Linked DNA regions of Arachis hypogaea: region 1 is linked to region 2. Evidence: chromatin contacts called from public Hi-C data. All regions are on one chromosome and are shown on one strand. The core of a region is the stretch at or near the end of the contact, and the rest is flanking DNA. Distances in the headings are between cores, read along the strand shown. Region 1 holds the start of LOC112783068. Region 2 overlaps LOC112785279 (agamous-like MADS-box protein AP1).

Region 1 (4,906 bases), core at 391-2,890, 100 kb after region 2:
TTCCGGACGATGCTATACTCAGAGGGTCGTCGCAGGCGCCGACTAGAGTGCCAGCATTCGATATGCCGGATAACAGACGTTTGGAGCGGAGACGACGCATCGGTACACGTGCCACTGATCGTGACTGGCGCTGGCTAGACGACATGATGCAGGAGGAGCAGGTTGGTGGTGATGACGAAGGCCAGGCAGATCATCGCCTTCGTCGATCTTCTGCTAGACTACGGGCTGCTCGTGGTGGAGGAGCACCTCCCGTCCACCACGATGACGAGGCAGGATCGTCCCGTCGGCACCCTACAGACACTCATGTTGGTGGCACCGCGGAGGCTAGTATGGGTGGTACACCTTTTACCCACGTATCTAGCTCTCAGGTACTACATGGGTGTAGCACACAGCTGTTAGCCGATCTTGCTACCACTTCTTTCACCATGGATTTGGACGATCAGTTGGGTAGACCCCAGTTCTATGCGGATTTTGCTGAGATCATACGGGGTGACGACGTTCATCAGTACCAGAGCCCGATTCCAGGCGGCCCTTCAGACCCTACGGAGTATAGGCCACAGCCAGCGGATACGCCTGAAAACCTGGTCCCTGAGACCCAGGTTCCTGAGACCCAGCTTCCGGTCGACTTGAATGAGCCCGCAGGCAGCCCGTACGACACTTGGTTCGGGATGGGGGGTCGCCACCATCTGCATTTGGAGTTGGGGCACAGGAGGCTCCGCCGGGAGATCGGCGAGCGGCTAGGGTTAGGTGTCCAACTCGATGTGGCACAGGCTCGCACCTACTTGGTCCATTCGGAGGCGACCATGATGTTGACGGTGACCAACAGTAGCGTCCGATTCTCTTAATTTCCGACAGTTATCCATGTATGAATTATGACTTATTTATTTTCTGTTAGGGTTAACGACTTGTGACAGTTATATTTGTATTAGTTATGTAGTTATACCTGTATTATTTTTGTACGAGTTACTGCGAATGACGATTATATTTTGTATCAATTCGTGCATTTTGTATCATGGGTTTTAAACCCTAACATATAAACACCACTATACTCATAATCCGCTACATGGTGTAGCGGATTATGCAGAAACGCCATTTGGTCATAAACCGCTACAGGGTGTTGCGGTTTATGAGTAACCCCGCCCTCAACATAATCCGCGATACCCTGTAACGGATTACGTGCAATTAAGTTCCGCTGCAGGGTGTAGCGGATTATATATAGTTGCGTTTGTTGCATTTGCGTCTAAAAATTGCCAATATTGTATTTGCGTAAACGTTTTCTTCAATCATTTTATTTGCGTAAATTGCCCTCAATTTATTATTGAAAGATTATTTTTTATAAATTAATCTCCAACAAATATAATTAAAAATTAAATTAATTTTTATTTGTTTGATGATAACACATGTTATAAATTATAAGTAAGTGTTTTTTTTAAATTTTATGAAAATAAAGAGAAAATAGAAAAAAATAATTTTTTTTATAAAATCTTAAAAACAAAAATATTTAAAATAAAAACACAAACTAACACACAATTTAAATTTACATAATGACAATTTTGCCCTTATGACCCCCCCCCCCCTCTGTCTCTCTCTCCAGCTAACAAGAAACAAACAAAAGCTCTTTAAAAATAATCTTTTTTTTCATGGAATTTGGGAAACAAAGCATTCATTCATTCATTTATTCATTCAAAGAGTCTCTTTTCACTTTGAGTTTGCATCATCACCATAATCATTATCTCACTTCTTCTTCTTCTTCTTCTTCTTCAAGTACAACACCACCACTGGTAAAAAAGTCTCTCCCTTTCTTCTCTCTGATATTATTGTTATTATTATTTGGTTAAGCTTTTTGAAGATTATTTATCAATAATAATAGCTTACCATACTTTATTTTCTTTATGAAACAGGCTTTGATTGATTATATATGAATGAATCTCCATGGATTGTGTTTTTGCCTCCATTGAGTCCTCTGTCTTCACCTGACACACTCTTCACATTCATTATCTTAACCCATTTTCCATTTCACGTGCTCCCTTCTGACACTTCTTTTCTACTCTCTTTCTTTCTTTTTTTCCTTTTCCCCTTTAATCTTTTTCTCATAATTATTGTCTCACTGATTGCAAAAAATAATTAAAAAAAAGGGTCTTGCTTCAGCTTCAGTAGGGATAATAGTATTATAGACAGTAGTAACTATTACTTACTTGTGTTTTGTTCTTTTTGAAGGCTCTTCAATGGTGTTCCTTCTTTTTGTTAACTTTACTCCACTGCTGAAGTAGTAGCTATTGCAAGTTGAGACTTTTTTTTTTTCTTTTGTTTCTGTTTTGAGTTTGAGTCAGAGTCTGTTACAGTGTTTTTAACTGCATCAATTGAGGTGGTTATACTTGCACTCTGATTCTTGCACTCTTTGTGTTTGTGTAATTGCCTCTGTGTGTGTGTGTGTGTGTGGCTGTGTGCTTATTCATGTTATGGAGTCTTGGAGTTATGTTTCTGAAGAGAAGGGTTATGTCTCAAACGATGCGATTTCCCCTCCCAACAGTGTTGGGAGGAACAGCAAAGGTTCCTTCTTGGGTTGGGAACTGAAAACCCCAGGTGGTTTTTCCATTGAGAATCAAGGTTTTGAGGAATTGGGGTTCCCAGGGATGAAACAATTGCCCCAAGATCCTAATCCAATTAGTAGTGTTCATAGCAGAAAGATTGATAATGACCCTGCTATGGCTACCCCAAACGCATTCTCTTCAAGAGATGATTTCAATTCCAAGATTTCAGCCTCTTTGGGGGACTCTAATGGTGGTGGCTGTGATTCACTTATTGACTTGAAGCTTGGTAGGTTTCCTGATCATGGTGATGTTGGTGTGGTGGTGCCAGCATTCTCCAAAGGGGCCCCTATTTTGTCGTCATCGGAGTCGTCCACGCCGCCGAAGAGGGTTCGAGCTTCTGGGATTCACTCTCAGACAGCATACTGCCAGGTCTATGGATGCAACAAGGATCTGAGTGGTTGCAAGGACTACCATAAGAGGCACAAAGTTTGTGAGGTTCATTCCAAGACTTCCAAAGTTATTGTCAATGGTATTGAACAAAGGTTTTGTCAGCAATGTAGTAGGTAGGCTGGTCAAGCTTTTCTTTCTTTTACATCTTTTGAATTTGTTGGCTCTTTTTTGTCTCCTAATTACATGTCATGTGTGTTTAAGAAGCTTTTATCTGCTCTTTTTAGCTTTTCATCCAAATTCTCTTCCTGTCTTTAGCTATGTTCTTCAAATCTGCATTATTATTTGGAGGGAAATAAAAATGGGGATTGGTTCTCACCAATTGTCTTATAGTCCAATTTAGGTGCTACTTTGTTTTCTGAAAAGGAAGAAACCACACTCTATGAATATTCTTACTAGGGGTGAGTTTTGTATGTTGGTAAAATTGGGGGAGAAACTTTAATGGATGAGATTTGTGTGCAATTGTACACATAATTCGCATCCATGAAAATTGCTGCATAACTTCTCCTTTGCCAAAATTTCTGCTTTGAGTTTTCTAAAAAAGGACAAAGTTTTGAAATAAGAAGCTTTAATATTATGATATATAGCGCTCCTGTAATGTTTAGCTTACTATCCAGGTTTCATTTGCTGGCTGAATTTGATGATGGTAAGCGTAGCTGTCGTAAACGCCTTGCAGGCCATAACGAGCGGCGGAGAAAACCACAAGTTGGTATACACTCTGGAAAGCCTGGGAGGTTGCTTCAGCCATATGGTGGTAATAACATGTTCTGGATTCCTTCATTATAAGAACACTTTTCTCCCTCTCTAACATTAACCTTCCTATTTCTGCATGCATATTCATTGATTACTTTATTAATTCATATTTTGCCTTTTCAACAGCTTTCTCTAATATGTCCATTCAGTGAAAAAGAAAAAATGAGTAAACCTTGGTTCACTATTAAGGAAATGTAGGCTAAGGTTTCCCAAGTTTCTATCTGATACTACGATCTTAATTTTCTATATTGACTAATGAGCTGCTTCATTTTCTTTGAGTTGTTCATAACCAAAATCTGGCTCGTGACATTTTCGATAACTAATTCTCTATCCTAACCTTTTCTTTAATTCCGCAGTCATCTTTTATTCTTAAATTTACTTGATTTGTAAATTTCTTAGAGATCCTGTGGTGCTTTTGCAGAAAGCAGATTCCAGGGAAACATGCTAACATCAGCATCTTTCATCTGCCAAGAGATACTCCCCGCTGGGGCCTTATCTTCTGAGAGATATGGAACAGGTGACTGGTGGAGACCTATAAAAACCGAAGACGGCTCTGGTTTTAGGCATCTTTCTTCTGTTCCTATCTCTAATGGACACCCTCAGTCACGACCTCTGTTTCCTTCATATAATGAGAAGCAATTTCCCTTTCTTCATGAAAATAATGATGCTACATCTGCTGGGGGTAGCATCTTCTGTGAAAATAATAGCTCATATCCACCTGCCATAGGAGGCCCGAACTCGGGGTCACAATCATTATTCCAGGACACGTCCATAGGAGGTGAGGACTTCAATGTTTTCGATACAGAATCGGCTGTTCAAGGACTATCGGGAATTTCAGACTCTGGTTGTGCTCTCTCTCTTCTGTCATCTCAATCACAAAACTCTTCAAGCCAGTCATCTGGAATTCCCATGGCTCGATCAATGGTCATTCGGAGCAGCCATAGCAGTAGCCATTATGCCATGAGCCAGGTCTCTGAAAAGATGATAGGAATAACTTCGCAAGCTTCGAGTGGAGTCTCCGATAGGTTTCCATCCGAGTTGAATCCTGCAGATGGAAGTCCTCTTAGCTCTGTGCTGATATCTGACACCAATGACATTGTCAACTTTGAAATGGCAGATGGAATATTCCATGGTTCAGATTTCGTGAATGTGAAAGATCGTCTCTCATGTGATGA
Region 2 (5,227 bases), core at 780-3,279:
AATTTAAATGTATATCTCAGGTTTCCTTCTCATGAATATCCCTTTTGTGTTTGAGAATTGATGAATTCTCCAATTTATTTTTTTATTTTTTGGCTCTTTCCATTCAATTCAGTGAAGAATTTACCTTCATTTCCATATAGCTTGAGCTTCTTTCATCAATATGGTTAGGGGTTAGTCTGCCTTGTCTTGTTCCATCCTGCTAAAAGTATGTCATTTATCTGTTCTGCCTAATGAGGCGGTCTTGAATTTTTTTTCTATCCTATTAAATATTAAACAATATATTAAATATTAAATATTAAACAATATATATTATTTCACAACTATTTTAATAAATTATAAATTTCTAAAGACATAAAAAATTATAATTTTTAAGTTCACAAACATTAAAGTCTTTATAATTTTAAATATGTAATAAATATAATTATCAAGTAAGTTTTATGCCAACATTGTAAAAAATAAAATATTAAAACAAATATTGTCCAAAACTAAAACAAATAATTAAATATTTTTAAGTCTCCAAGTCTAATCAATCAAATATAGAATATAATCCAAATTATAACATAGAAACATCTTCAATTACAAAAAAAAAATACGGCCCCACTGGGGAATCCTGTCCAACCCTGCCGAAACCCGCCAAAACCCGCGGATTAGGCGGTGTGGGTTAGGCAGATTTTTTAATGATGCCGGTTTCAAATTTTCAGCCCAACCTGCCTTTTTTGGCGAGTTACTCGGGTTGGACCGGCTGGTTTCGGCCCTTTGCTACCCCTAAATATGGCTTCACTAATTTTTTGTTTTCTTTTGGTCATGCCTTCATTAATTTTAGATACCTACAGAAGGCCGCCAAAAACGTTGGTCATTAATTAACAAGATAATTTTGGCCTATAAAACCAAAAACTTTTTATGGACTTACAATAACCCATAATATTAGCCCACGAAAAAAATAATATACCCATAATGTTCTCTACCAAAAATCGTCATTCCTATGCTAAATAAATATCAAATATGTTTAATAGTATGTCCAACATCTTATAAAGAACAATTGAGTTTATTACCAAATATAAAAAGAACAATTGAGTTCTTAATTTAGTAGCGCGTTAGATGCATTTTATACTTTATTTATGGAGAATTACTGCATGACCAATAAAAAATTTATTATTTTTTGTTAATATTTGATTAATTTTAAATATTAAAAATTAAATTCTAAACCAAAATTTGAATATTAACAAAATAAAGTATTAATTCAAAGCATTGACTAATAGTAACAAAAAGTGTTGACAATCTGACATTTTTCTTATTTACTATATAATACTTTTTTTTCCCTCTGTTTTCCTTTTTTCTACAACTTGGTGAGAAATGTTTTTCCTTTTCCCCAATAATCTTTGAATGTGCATACCTTCAAAAGTTCTTATAGAACTCCGCTATAAATCTCCCATAGGTGAAGAATACTCTTGTTCCCAAAGAATAAAGAAAATTCTTGAAATCACACAACTCCATTGATTCATTCATGTGATGAGGGCATTTACCACTCTGTGTGATCCAATGGCTTGATGGAGAAGAGTTTGTCACTTTGTCTCATTCTAAGGTGACATGTCACAATTAGTGATGGCCTACATTCTTACATGCTAACAACATTAGAATCTGCTAAGATCCTTCTTCAATCATAGATCTAGATGTTCCATCTTAACCAAATACCATAATTGAGTCAACTTTTATTCCCCAAGAGCAATAATGAATAATCATCTCTTTTTTTCTTTCTTAAATCCAAAGTTACTAATTAAAAAATAAAAAAAATATTACATACACAAAAAAAAAAAAAAAATCAATCATCATGTATTTATATATATTATTTAATTTATTTTTAATGTGTATTTTATATTTTAATATATATTTTACACAAATAATTGATTTAATATCTAATTTTTTGTGTATACTTAATGTGATTCATTAAATAAAATGAATAGGTACCCCTTCAACCATAAATAAACCATGTGTTGGTTGAGAGCAACAGTCATATTGGGTGTGCTTGGCACAATTTGGACCCATATTGTTCTCAGCATAGGTAGAGTACATTGTACACTATGGCCCATGCTCTCTCACAATCCAAGTAGAAAAATTTTTCTCTTTTAAACATTTTTGGACCCTAGTTAGTTTATTTATTGGGCCCTTTTATTACAAAAACTAATTAAAAAATATACACAGTTGAGCTTGCAAAGAAGCAGCCAAACCGACAAAGAAAACTGAAAAGGCACGGAAACAAAACATTGAGAAGAGATACCTTAAATAGAGTTCAGATTCGCGACGAATTAGTTCTTAATTTGTTATATTAAAGGATATCATAGACTAAAAAGACATTTAGAAGAGATCCGTTTATACCTGCTATAACTATGTCTTGTAGATAGATCTATATAATTGAATTAATTAATAAGACTTAATTACTCTGTTCATTCGGCTAGTTTTATCAAATTTATAATTAAATTTTTATATTTTAAATTTTTAATTAATTTTTTATATTATTTTTAATTTTATAATTAAGTCTTTTTGGTGTCAAAGTCTTTAAAGTTAACGAAATATTTCTCTTTAAAAAATATGTGGACAAAGATCTAATTAAGTCATTAATTGTGGATGCCTTTAATTTGTAGGAAAAAAATTCCGCTAATTTTAATCTTTTTTATAGTAATAATATTAGAAATTAAATTAAAATTTTTAAAATATAAATATTTAATTATAAATCTGATAAAAATATAGAGATTGACAAAATAATTAAACGTAAATTTTTTTTTACCCAACAAATTTCATGAATCACATGTTATATTATTATGATAATTAAATTTATTAAATTTTAAAAAATTCGGATATTAATAGATATATAATCTAATAATCATATATTTTTTATACTTTTAAAATAATAATATACATAAAAGTAAAGAGTCATAATAACATATCAAATTAATTCCAAATTTTATAAAATTTTCTTGAATTGATTTTTATAGTGAAATATTAAAATTCAGCGGTTAAATTAACAAAATTCGTTGCACATAAAAAATTATAAGGCTTGCACCAAGATACTTCCTCCAAAAGCTTTTGAAGTAGCCTCACTTGTACCTAAATTCCTAATCACTAGGTAAGGTTGTCTAATAAGTAATAACAATACACAATCAACTACCATTAACAATTAAAGTGTGTACGTTTTTTTTTTCTATTTTATTTTTAATATATTTTTTATTTTAGAATTTTATGAGAAAAAATAAATAATAATTAAAAATGATACAATTTTACTTTTTATTTTATTTTACTTTTTTCACAAAATCTAAAAAAAAAAACACACAAAGTGTTTCGGTTCTTCTAAATTGATTGTAGTACTATAAAATCAATGGATGTTAGTGTGGTGGGAATTATTAGGTTTGGCTGTCTCCTCCCTTGAGGGTGTTTATTTTTATTTATTTATTTCTTTAAAAAAAATATGGATACACTCATGAGAAGACTTAGTGGTTTTGGGCATCATGATTCACAAAAACCATAACTCCTTAGAAAGTTGTATTATTCTCTAGCAAGTGGTTAAGACTTAAGATGCAACATGTTGTTCTAGAAGAAAAAAACAAATAAAGCAAAGAGTTGATTTCTCCTCCCAAATAATATTTTAAGAGAAATTTTAAATAAAGTAACAGGAAAAAAAAAAAACTCTCACTCATAAAAACATTAAACGACACTTACATATAATAAAAAATATTATATTTATATCTAAAATAATTAAGAAAGTAAATATCTTCTTATAAATTGATAAAAGAGGCCATATTTGATTCTAAAAAATTTTAACAAACAAATATTAATCACTCTCAAAATTTTTAACATAAAAAGAAAAAAATAAATAAGTTTCTGACATTTTAATTTAAACACAAATAAATTTTTTAGCTAATTAAAAATATAAAATATTTTTTATTTTTTAAGACATAAAATATTTAAAATTTTCTGTCTAAAATATAGAAAAATAAATAAATCCTTCAAAAAAATTTAAATATATTATATTTTAAAAAATAAAAAATATTTTTATATTTTTAATTAATTAAATACTTATTTATTTTCCAGTTAAAAAATCGGAACCTATTTATCGTCTCCTCTAATATAAATCCACACTAAGATAGATACAAAGATAGGTCAAGCGTGTAAATAACTAAATTAAAAAGAAGGAAAATAATAAAAGCAAGTTGAAAAATGAATGATGAAGTGAATTAGGGTAGGGTCCCACAAGCACAAGGGCATTAATAAGGACAATGCAGTGTTTGTGGACTTTTCTCCGAACTTTGCGTCTAAATCCAAAAGGAAGAGATTGACATGTTGGAGGCCCTATATTACATCACTTATCCAACCCCCATTTTTATTTTTTATTTTTTATTTTCAATTTTATCTCCTTATTGTCTATATCCATATGTATTCTAATGTAAAGTGATTTTAAAGTGAGAATATTGTTAAAATAAAAAATAATTTTTTAATTTTTTTTAATTTAAAGGAGTGAGATTTATAAATAACAAAAATTATACATTTATTGATGATTATATTATTATTTTACATTTTATTAGTTTTTTTTTTCAATTAGAGTTATCCTAACTTTTATTTTATAATTTTTCTTGTAGTTTTTTTTTATTCTTGTAAGTGATAGTAGTTAAGAGAAATTTTAAATATACTATTTAATTTTAAAATAAATAATTATAAACTTAATAATTATGAAAACATAAAAGAGTATATAAAATTTCAATCCACTACTTGTTAGAAAGAAAAGTTAATTTCTTCAACAAACAAATAGATTCTCTTAATTTTAGTGGTTTTACATTGAAATAAAATTATATAAAAGAAAATAAAAGTAAATTTTAAACTATTTTTATAAAATTATGAAAAAATTCAAATTATTTAAGCTTAGAACAAAAAAACATTTTTTGAAAAAAAAAATGAAACTACCTCAGAGATTTTCTCTAACTTGAAAGCATGTCTCTAGTCTCTACCATTGTACCAACACAATTCTTAATTATTTTTTTTCCTTTATGTATAAAAATATGCAGAGAATTGAAAATAAAATGATGAGAGACAACACAAGGCCAAATAAGACTCCCCCCACAGCGGAAGCACCATTGGATTGGGGTGGTGTGAGATTACTAAATGCAACTGGGGTCCATAATAAAATGGTCCCCTATCATTGAAATTGAATTATTTATTTATTTATTTATTTAATTTCCTC

Evidence for each region. Hi-C and Micro-C count contacts between places; a contact is called where the count stands out from the background.
Region 1: a Hi-C map of an unstated tissue shows a contact between it and region 2, with 7 times the contacts expected there. The contact joins the promoter of LOC112783068 here to the enhancer-like site in region 2. A contact is called at or near these places in 4 of 8 Hi-C or Micro-C datasets (leaf and an unstated tissue).

What each region holds. Positions count from the first base shown.
Region 1 is chr20:129,168,835-129,173,740 of arahy.Tifrunner.gnm2.J5K5, forward strand. It overlaps LOC112783068, which reads left to right and starts at 1,641. Exons shown (of 5, transcript XM_025825822.3): 1 at 1,641-1,781; 2 at 1,902-3,094; 3 at 3,596-3,732; 4 at 4,153-4,906. The coding sequence starts at 2,460.
Region 2 is chr20:129,067,847-129,073,073 of arahy.Tifrunner.gnm2.J5K5, forward strand. All of the region lies in intron 1 of LOC112785279 (agamous-like MADS-box protein AP1), which reads right to left. Among protein-coding and RNA genes, the nearest start is that of LOC112786354, 13 kb to the left of the region's middle. Within about 2 kb of position 2,030, at least 2 of the 3 cell types and tissues checked have open chromatin away from gene starts, as enhancers often do.